Linked DNA regions of Mus musculus: regions 2 and 3 are each linked to region 1. The links are chromatin contacts, called in public Hi-C maps. All regions are on one chromosome and are shown on one strand. Each heading gives the region's core, a stretch centred on a gene start, on an enhancer-like site or on the middle of the called end of the contact. The rest is flanking DNA. Distances are from core to core; before and after follow the strand shown.

The links. Hi-C and Micro-C count contacts between places; a contact is called where the count stands out from the background.
Region 2: a Hi-C map of liver shows a contact between it and region 1, with 4 times the contacts expected there. The contact joins two enhancer-like sites. A contact is called at or near these places in 4 of 484 Hi-C or Micro-C datasets (liver and nephron progenitors) and 2 of 115 datasets of contacts at active chromatin or transcription factors (the NIH/3T3 cell line and pancreatic cancer cells).
Region 3: a contact with region 1 is called in a Hi-C map of liver, with 3 times the contacts expected there. The contact joins the promoter of Fam50b here to the enhancer-like site in region 1. A contact is called at or near these places in 2 of 39 promoter capture datasets (both in liver), 2 of 484 Hi-C or Micro-C datasets (both in liver), 1 of 115 datasets of contacts at active chromatin or transcription factors (pancreatic cancer cells) and 1 of 9 other capture datasets (embryonic stem cells).

The regions. Positions count from the first base shown.
Region 1 is chr13:34,288,280-34,292,102 of GRCm38.p6, forward strand. All of the region lies in intron 3 of Slc22a23 (solute carrier family 22, member 23), which reads right to left. Among named protein-coding and RNA genes, the nearest start is that of Slc22a23, 55 kb to the right of the region's middle. RefSeq lists an enhancer at 1-2,214. Within about 2 kb of position 2,227, at least 31 of the 459 cell types and tissues checked have an H3K27ac peak or open chromatin away from gene starts, as enhancers often do. A contact at or near this core is called in liver, where this site is marked.
Region 2 is chr13:34,548,392-34,552,003 of GRCm38.p6, forward strand. No RefSeq gene overlaps it. Among named protein-coding and RNA genes, the nearest start is that of Gm40909, 44 kb to the left of the region's middle. Within about 2 kb of position 1,925, at least 4 of the 459 cell types and tissues checked have an H3K27ac peak or open chromatin away from gene starts, as enhancers often do. A contact at or near this core is called in liver, where this site is marked.
Region 3 is chr13:34,732,838-34,736,186 of GRCm38.p6, forward strand. It overlaps Fam50b (family with sequence similarity 50, member B), which reads left to right and starts at 2,013. Exons shown (of 2, transcript NM_001382856.1): 1 at 2,013-2,071.

The sequences.
Region 1 (3,823 bases), core at 977-3,476:
ACCTTGGGTACAGCTTCATTCCTTTCCCCATGACCAGTCTAAGAACTGCAAAGCTCTTTACAATGAGCTCATCCTATCTTCCTGCATCCCTGCCTATGGGCTAGACTTTTACCTAACCAGCTGTAATCCTGTTTTGCCCAGCATCCCCAGGAACCCAGTGATAAGATAGTAACTTCAAACCCAACCAAGATCTTAAATCTGACTATTGATAAAACAATGCACTGGAGCTCTGAGGGAAGTGTATCCCCAAACTCTCAGATATGCCTCTCTTTCTTCTGAGTGCCTCTTTTTCTCTTTTGCTGGTTCTTAAGCCTCTACAAAAATACCTGAGCATGAGTTCTTAACAGCTTTTCCCTAAAGCAGGACTTTGAAAATACAAACAAAACAAGCTTGGTGCTGCTTAAGTAAAACTGCTTTCAGCAGCTTTTCCTGAACTGGGAGCGCTACTCTCACACCGGCCACTTTACAGAGAACGTCCACTGTCATCCCTCTTAGTAAGTCAGACAACCCTTTAGGTCAAAGCATAATGAATGGTTGCCTTAAAAATATGGCACATATTTTGTAAGTTAATATTTTAAAAATATAGAAAAGGAAGCGAGTCATGGTGAATGCCTGTAATCCCAGCACTGCACAGTTGAGGGGTGAGGATGCTGTAAACAAAAGCCCATTCCAAGCTACAGAGCTAGACCCTGTCTCTGAAATTGTATAACACAGACAGACAGACAGACAGACAGACAGACAGACACACACACACACACACACACACACACACACACATTCAACGTGCTGGTGGAGGTTGCAGGGAAGTGAGGACTATAGCTCAGTGGTAAAGCACTGGTTTGATACAATTAAAGCCCTGGGTCTACACCCCACCCCACCCCACCCCTAATCCCCAGTATCACAAATAAAATAAAATAAAATAAAATAAAATAAAATAAAATAAATATGGAGGAAATGGATGACTGGAATATTTACGACACTAAGGATCAATAATTTAGGGAATGAAGTAGAGCTGCTTTGAATATATGGAAACTTAAAAGTAGCTACTTCTGCTTTCTTCTGTACTTTTATAAGTTGGTTCATGATTAGTGATATTATGCTGGCCCAGGAGAATGTTTCTAGATTTTAAAGTGTTAGAACTCTTACCTCTTACACACACACACACACACACACACACACACACACAAACTTGGGGGGCTAAAAGGGGCAATTACAAAGCAAATTCATTCTCTCTCTCTCTCTCTCTCTCTCTCTCTCTCTCTCTCTGCACACCTCAGTGAGCCTGCTTTGCACTGCTAAGCTGGGGACTCCCCTTAGCCCAGTCTCTTTTCTCACCTAGAGTCCCATGCCTGCTGTGAGCCAAAGAAGCCCTCACCCACAGGTCCTGGGAGAGGAGGAGCAGCTGGTTGTCTCCATGGAGGAATCCTGCCTTCAGCAGAATAGTGTCACTCTCTGTCTTGTCACTGGGTGCACACACACTAGCTAAGGACAAACACATCTTGATGACTGCCTTCATCCTCTCCACCATCTGCATGAGTTCTCAGAGGTGAGAAAACTGACTCATTCAAGACAACTAGAGAGCAGTAGGCTTGGGTTAGGGACCAAATGATGGCTAGATCCAGCTCTTTATGAGCTGCTTACAAGAAGTCGTGCATGTGTGTGCATCCTTGGGTGCACGTAGGAGAGAAGCAGGTAATGAGCATGGTGATTTGTCATACATTGCCTTTGAGTGTGGACAACACAACATCAACCAAAAATACAACTGCACCTGGGCTATGTGTCTAGATGTCTAGGAAGCACATAGGAATGTGCTTTAGGGACCTGAAGGAAAAGTCATTATTGACATACCTTATAATCCAGTTTTCTTCTACCCAATAATAACAAACAATGGTTAATATAAAAAATTATCCTTCTGTACAAAGATGTGGATGAGTCACATTAAGTATAAATTATGACTCTTAAGAATGGTTGAAGTGGTAAAACTTTTGAGATATATATATATATATATATGTTTTGCAAAAGTTGAAAAGGATTGTAAGCTACTTAGCAAGACATACGACACAAGAACAAGGTAATATTCTGAGGCTGACAGGAATTACACCCTATGCTTAAAGTATTTCACATTAAATCACTAAACTGAATTAAAGCTGCCTTTGCCACAGTTACCCCTGACATACCAGGCATTTATTGCTTCATCCAAAGGACACTGTTCCGTGTCTTGCATCATTGGAAAACATGCTGCCCCTTCCTTGCCTCCCTGTTTACCAGCTTATCTGACTCACCAGTAGCTTCTGAGGGCATTCCTTCCTGGCTTGCTCAACCAGTTCTTCACCTGCACCCATGACTCCCCCACACTCTGGTCCCTAGGTGATCTCAACTATGTTCACAGCCTTCAGCTCCTACTTTATGCTGAGGACCCACATTCCTTGTTGCTGAGACTCTGAATTGTGAAGCACTTACTAAAACAAACCTGGAAGATGCTCTTAGGGAACCACCTTCCTAAAACACAAGCCATCATCTTCTCTTCTCACACTCCAAAAGAGAAAGAGTGGTCAGTAGCTCCAAACTCAGTAGGACTTGGAATCAAATTTTGAATCTCTCACACTTTGTGGGAAAACACATATGCATGTATGCATACCCATGCACACATCTATCCAGGTACAAGCAGATATGTGCTCATCTTTCTGTGTTCTTCTCAGACTTCAGATTCCACCTTGCCCAAGCCCTGGCCTTGATTTACCTCCTCTTCCTTACACAGATACTGCAGCAGGCTCCCAGTTCCTAGCTTGGCCTGCAATGTTGGCCTGCTTACATCTGCAACCTGAGTGATTCCTCTAAATCAAACATTGAAAGGGTTTCCTCTCTTGCTTGGGCTACTTTATTGACTTGCTATCCTAAGTTCATGGAGGACAGAATTTTTGTGTGGTGCCCCAGACTACTTCTCAGGTTTTGCTAGTCATGATCCAGACTCCAGACAGGTTCTAATGACCTTCGGTATCCAAAACACAGTAGGCTCCAGCCAAACTCTAATGATCCACAGTATCCAGAAGGCACTAGGCTCCTCTGGTCTTTAAGAACCTTCATTAGATAATGAACACGAAAGCCAAAGCTCACGAGTTTCTTTCTGGTGCTAATGCTCTTAGTGCAATCAGAATACATTCCTGATCTTCCCTTCTTAAACTCTGAGTGTCCTGGGAGACAGGAAATTGTGTGCCTATACAACCTCAGAGCCTAATGGTGCCTAGGGTTTAATATATACCCAAATTGACAAGTTACTATTTCCCTGGCCCTCAAATGTTTAACAAGGAAGGAATAAAGGAAGAAGTAGCTTTTACGTGAGTTGCCAAAAAAAAGAATTATTTGAAATAGAACAAATCTGACATGGCACAGTGATTTGAATAAGAGTCATTAACAGAGCAGTTCTATGGCATTATATAATTTAAAGTGTATGCCTCTCTTCTCAGGCAAATGAATGATTTAATTTCATTAACAGTTAAACTTGGCAAACCAGGTATGGTCTCACTTTCCCCGTATATGTTTGAATGTTTTCAAGAAGCCTGGAACTCTTTATTTGTTTTCAAAGGGATTGATTTATTCCATTATTTTACTTTCATTCTAGGGTGGGGGCTAGGGGTTGTTGTCTGAGAGTTTGTCCCACATTACTTTCTTATAATCCCAAACTCTTTCTAGGAATTTCAGCCTCATCTCTGTGTCCTGCCCTGTCCTGTCCTGCCCTGCCCTGTCCTGTTCTGTCCTGTCCTGTCTTTGCAGGTGAGAACAGGGAATCCTGGAGGGTATAACAGGATCCCAAGATTTTCCTAAA
Region 2 (3,612 bases), core at 675-3,174, 260 kb after region 1:
CATAGAGACCCCAAGAGATCAATGCATTAAGCTGCAAAGGTGAAATGTAAGTTCTAATGGCTACCCCAGGATGTCAGAGATAACAAGAATATCTCAAGGAAACCTACAGGCCCTGAGTGACACTGGCTCAAAAGAGAATTCATGTGTGCTGCAGATGGCAGGTCCCTGGGAACAGGGCTACCTAAGTCTGTTGGAGTTCAGGAGATGCCACCACTTTCACTTTGCTCTGGCTTTAATGTTTGTTCTTCTGGGTTATACTCTTGCTTTGGTCAAATATTTCCTGGACCCCATTCCTGTCTTTCAGAATGAGAATGTTTACTTGGTGCTCTTGTGTGTTAGAATTTCTTTTACCCCTCACTGGGACTCACAGCTAAGAGACTGAATTCTTAGAAGACACTTTGAACTTTGGAGTGTTCAGTAGTGTTAAGACTTGCGGGCTATTTTAAAATAGAAATTAATGTGATTTTCATCATGAGATGGCAATGAACCCATGTGGACTGGAGATAGAATAACATTGGCCAAATGAATATAAAATATTACCTACCGGCTCATGTGTTTGAACATTTGGTTCCCAACTGATAGCACTGCTTTGGGAGGTTTTGGAACCTTCAGGATATATGGCTTAGCTGACAGGACCTTGTCATGGTCGGCAGGGCTTGAAGGCTCCAGCCTGAGCTTTCTATTTCCTTGTCCAGCTGCCATGTGAGGGGCTCCATCTCACTCGCCCAACACTATGGAGATGCTCTGCTTTGCCACTTTCATGATGAACTGAACCAAAATAAATCTTTCCTTCGTATTGTCTGGTCCCTTGCCACTACGATAGGCAAGCAATACATTTTGCTTCTGGCAATCATGCACAATGGGCCAGTTCTCCACATATGTTCATAAACCCTGCCTAGGTAACTTATAAAGAAGTCTTCTATAAAGAATCATATCCCTTGAGCTACACGTCCTCATTCATCCAATACAAGCTACTCACTGGCTATGGGTCATTGGCTGCCTCCTACCCAATGTAGGAGATTAAATTGAGGGTCTCTCAAGCGCTGGTGAAGCACTCTACCCCTGAACTACACTCTCCATGTAGTAAAGCTCAACTGTACTATAGAAACTTGTGAGGCAGACTAGATGTGAAAACAAGAATGCTTTCAACAAGCATCATTGACTAGTTCTGTAGTTGGTATGATACAGAGAAATACAGAAGATATAATTGTAGCCCTCGGCAAGAGCATTGAATTCTGGCTTATCCCACAGCCTAGCTCCCTGTCTGAGTAGTTTTATGGTATCCTTGTTTGCTTTCTGTTTCTGTGATAAAACACTGGCCAAAAGCAACTTGGAGAAGAAAGGGCTTAATTAACTTACAGGTTACTGTCTACCATGGGGGAAAGCTAAAGCAGGAATTCAAGGCAGGAGTCTGGAAGCAGGAACTGAAGCAGAGACCCTGGAGGAACACTGCTTACTGGCTAGATTCTCATGGCTTGCTTAGCCTGCTTTCTTACACAACTCAGGCTCACCTGCCCACAAATGGCACCACATATAGTGGGCTGGGCTCTCCCACATCAATGAACAACCAACAAAACGCCTCTCAGATGTACCCAAAGCTAACCCTGAAGGAGACAATTCTTCAGTTGAGTTTCCCCCTTCCCTAGTGTGTCAAGTTGATAATTATGATAATTTAGAAATGAATAGAAACTTGGTTCATCTCCCTACTCAAATGGTTCATTTGTGGTTCTGTTTTGTGGCCATTCTACCTCTGCCTTATACTGAATTTATGACAAAAACATAGCCTTCCAGAGGCTGAAAAGAAAATGAAAATGCTTTGATACTTAAAAAGTGCACAGTTAAATGCACTTTTCCAAGACTGTATCTGACTCCCTGGGATATGACGCATACAAATGTATCCTCAGGTTTCTTCCCCTATTGGCATGTGACAGCTGTGGTTGGTCTTACAAATCTTGTCAAACAGTGGTTACAAAACCTGAGACACATTTATCTTATCTCCTGGACCAAAAAAAAAAAAAAAAAAAAAAAAAAAATCAATTCAGTGCTTGTTGGAGAAACTCCATTTTATTTGATATCAGGAAAGTGAGTGTTTCAGTCCACAAATTTTATTTCCTCCATCAAAGCATGCAAGGCAGAATCCTTGTGGGTGACTTTAAAACTAACATTCCCTTTGGGAAGGAGTTGGAGATCTTTGCTTTAGATAGAGAGAAAAGTTCGATCTTCAAGACCAGCCAACCTTCCAGGGCCTCTCCCTCCCATCCTAATGCAATCGTGTGTCTGTGTAGCACAGACAGCTGTTTACACAGATAATATTTACTCAGGGCAGAAGATCAAGAAGATTCCTTTCCTATCAGACATCTGGAAATGTACGCAAACTTACCAGCAATGTTTGCAGATCTTGCAGAGGTCTAAAACAAAATGTGGCGGGTCTTTTTGTTCTCAGTTGTTTCCCTTGCTCTCTGCTCTTAGCCCTTAGCTGACAGTGATGATCAAGCTACAGAATACAGAATTGTCATGCCTTCCATCAGGAATCTGAATACCAAAGACGCTTTCTTGGGATAGGCAGGGTCCAGCCTTACATGTGGTTGCATAACAGAAGGCAGGGGAGGGAAACAGCAATAGTAAAAGGTTTCTGAATGTGCAACAGTGAAAATTAGTTCCAAGTCAACTAACACAACGAACCCAAGATGTTTCTGATAGTGCTTGCCCATCTTGCATTATGTGACTTCACAGCCTCCTTGGTTCTTATGGCACAGCATATAGTCAATCCCAGGCCAGAAGTCTTCTACTGAAATTACAGCGGTTCTTCCTAGTTGAATGTTCCTGGCTTTCATTCTCTCCCATCCTTTCAAAGCACACCTATGATACAGATTCTCTCTTATGAATCAATTCTCTGAAGAAGCTGAATTTTTGGTAGTTGTGTTTTCAATAATAATTTTAGTATATTGCACTCTGTGTTTTTTATGCATTTCTTTTTATTAATTGGATAATTTCTTGTAATATTATTTTCTTTTTTAATATTTTTATTAGGTATTTTCCTCATTTACATTTCCAATGCTATCCCAAAAGTCCCCATACCCTCCCCCCAACTCCCCTACCCACCCACTCCCACTTTTTGGCCCTGGCGTTCCCCTGTACTGGGGCATATAAAGTTTGCAAGTCCAATGGGCCTCTCTTTCCAGTGATGGCCGACTAGGCCATCTTTCGATACATATGCAGCTAGAGTCAAGAGCTCTGGGGTACTGGTTAGTTCCTATTGTTGTTCCACCTATAGGGTTGCAGTTCCCTTTAGCTCCTTGGGTACTTTCTCTAGCTCCTCCATTGGGGGCCCTGTGATCCATCCAATAGCTGACTGTGAGCATCCACTTCTGTGTTTGCTAGGCCCCGGCATAGCCTCACAAGAGACAGCTATATTATATCTGGGTCCTTTCAGCAAAATCTTGCTGGTGTATGCAATGGTGTCAGCGTTTGGAAGCTGATTATGGGATGGATCCCCAGGTATGGCAGTCTCTAGATGGTCCATCCTTTCGTCACAGCTCCAAACTTTGTCTCTATAACTCCTTTCATGGGTGTTTTGTTCCCACTTCTAGGAAGGGGCAAAGTGTCCACACT
Region 3 (3,349 bases), core at 763-3,262, 440 kb after region 1:
TACCATCTCAAGTCTCTGGAGAAGACAGTCCTGCCTGGCTCAGTGGACTGTGCATCACACACTGCCTCACTCATGCTCAGCCTCCTCACCATCATTTCAAACTCACTTCCTCCCCTCTCACTGCCTGGTTCTTCATATGTGGTCCAAGCTTTTTGGATCAAAGCAGGAACCGTTTAGTGCAGATCTAACTTGTACCCTCTTTCCCTCGTGCCTTCCCCAAGCAATAAGAAATGGCAAGCCTATCCTCATCTCTTCTCACTACCTTTTCTAAGTCAGTTTGACACCGCCCACCCACCCCCTTTCCTCCATATTACCTGACAATTTGGAGGCTAAGGTGAAAGTTGGCATCAGCATTTTATTTTCAAACTATCATTCTTTCTAATCTGGGTAAGCTCTCTCTGAGCAGACAGCTGAGCCTGCCTCAATTGTCTTATTACCTCCCGCGGGAGCAGTGAAATTTCTGCCTGTCTTCCATATAATCCTGTTCGGTACACACAGCGCTTTCAGGGACTTCAGTATATTCTCTGGTCCATCAGCCATTCTAAGGCAGTCCCTATATATACTCCCTTGATGGGCCACATTCATTAGGGAAATATATCAGCCCATAAGACAGTGCTACCAGGATCGATCCCATGGATTTCCCTTACTTTCCCCTAAGGCAACTTGCTCAGTCTGAGTATCATGTCTTATCAACCAATAGCAGAACGGGGCCCGTGCTGCTACAGCAAAGAGGCATACTGCTCCATACCACATGGAGAAGAACCTATACTACACAAATGCCCCACTCTTAGATAGCTTAGTTTTAGTCTCATCACCCAGAAGGAAAATACAACGGCTTTTCCCAAAATTATCCCTTACCAGATGGATGCCTAACAACCATCAGAAGCTCGATCAAATGGAGGCAAACATGCTCATGTCTGGCTATTATGATTGCAGCGCAGGACATAGCTGCTGGGCTGGACATTTTACAGTGGGCATCAGACTGAAAAGAGAAATAGCCCAGGAAAGAACATGGCAATTAGTAAGCCTTCCTGTGAATATAACCAGCTCACCAAGCAGACTCAGGGGACAGAGACTAAGAGATTCGAGGGCAAGACCCCTCAGTAGGAGTGTCAAGATTAAAATGTTGTTAGTCATTGTGGTATTGGGTGGCTTCCAGGAATGTATCCAACAGCTATTTAAAGAGCACTTTAAAGAATTGAGTCATGGTGTAGCATATCCACTGCTAATGGAGGCTGAGGCAGGAAGATTGGAAGTTAGAGGCTAGCCTGGGCTGCATAGGAAGACTCTGTCTCAAAAACAAAAACAAAAACACAGCAAACAAACAAAGAAGAACATTTCATAGAAATTTGAAATCCCTTGAAATTGAGTAGCTCACACATGAAAGAAATTACTAGGTTTCTTGCCCCAGTTAGAGGGCTTTTGTAGAGTTTCCCCATATTCAATAGTTTTAAGACAACACCACACTGAAGTTGTGAGCTCTGAAATATTTTCTCTTTTTTTTTCTATTTATTTATTTATTGAGGAATAAAGTTCTATCATTTTATATCCTTATAAAATTTTGAAATTAAAAAGCTTTTCTAAAACCTGAAAGTTATTCTGATCAACCATACTATACCACATGCAAAATGGAGTCAGAGCTTTCTGTCTCCTCTGTAGCTAAGATCACTAATGAGTTATTGTATGAAAAGGCAATAAAATCATGCTGTCTGGAGAGTGCCAATACTTTCAGACTAGTGTATCACGTAAACTCTTTAGTAACAACCTACACACAAAAATTTAATCTGTAATAATCAAAGGCCCAAGTGAGCAACGACAGTCCAGGAAAACTTCATGGGAGGATTGCATTTCAGTTGTCAGGAGATCAGACGCTGGCAGCAGGACTGCATCCATCAGTCAGTCCAAGTCGGCAGTTATACATGACCACCACCTGATTGGCCCAATCTCTGTCCTGATTGGTTAGAGCCTGCCCTAGCAGTTGGCCAATGTTTTGCATATTTTCTGTGTCAGTTAGAACAAACAATATTCGCAAAAGCACCAGAAGGAAGAGTCTTGGCTCATACATCAAAAGGTGAGGGGACTGGCTTGAATCCAGCTGGGGCAGATGTGGGAGGTACAGCTCTTTAAACTCGAGTAAAACCAATTGTGAAGGGAGTTGAATGTTAGAGGAAAGGAATTTGTCCATTATCCTGCAAGCAGGGGAGACTAATGAGCCCTATCGGTGACATAATATCAACATTTTTATTGTAATTTAGGAATCACAAACTAGCAGGAAGGAGGAAGATGCCTTAAAGGGCTATGACATATGCACTAGGAAAATAGAAATTGGGGCTTGTTCTCTCTATTGGTTGCTTTTCACTGCTGTGTCAAAAGCAACCTAAGGAGGAGGAAAGGGTTTATTTTGATTGACTGTTTGACTCACATTTAATCCTGACAGCAAGTTGGCAGAAGCACGGAGTCATGTTGTTTCTGTAGTCAGAAAGCCGAGCAAGATAAGGACTGCGTTCATCTGCCTTTCCCTATTTCTCCTTTCTACTAGGTCTGAGACTCACGCCCATGGGCATGGTAAGGCCATGTTCAAGATGGTTTGTCTTTCCTCAGTTAAATCTTTCTGAAAATACTCCCACCAGACAACATGCCAAGAGCTGTGTATCCTAAGGTTCCAAATCCTGTTAGTTGACAAGATTAACCATTACATGAGTCTCACCTCCTTAACTCAGGTCTGATACTGTTAGCTTATAGTACTGAAAGCATACTGAAGGCTTCTTGTCTCTGCTAGATTGCTCTGAACTCCTCTTTTCTGCCACTGCAGCAGTAGGTGGTTATAGCCAAGTGTCTTCATGCTGGGTACCTGAGGATGTCTGTTCTCTCTCTCTCCCCCCCCCCTCTCTCTCTCTCTCCCTCCCTCCCTCCCTCCCCCTCTCTCTCTCCCTCTTTCCTCTCTCTCTCTCCCTCTCTCCCTCCCTCTCTCTCTCTCTCCCTCTCTCTCTCCCTCTCCCCCCCCTCTCTCTGACTACTCCAATGCAGAGGCAGTAAACTTGACATATAGAACTGTTGATACCCAGAGTGACTATCAGCCACAGAGACTAGGAAGGAGGACTTAGATAAATGCTTTCTTCATCCCATGGTGCTGGAATTTATTTCAGAGGGCTCCCCAGAGTTCCTATAGTATCTAGCATTTCTGTCCTCTAGACTTGGAGTGGAATGTGTTGGTCCCAGATTGACACTTCTAGATTGCAGTAGAATGTTGAAGTTGTGGGACCTAATGGGGACTGTGAGACACTGGTGCCCTTCTCTTTCTCTCTGCTTCCTGGCTGTCCTGTCATAGCTTCCTCTGCTATGCACTCCT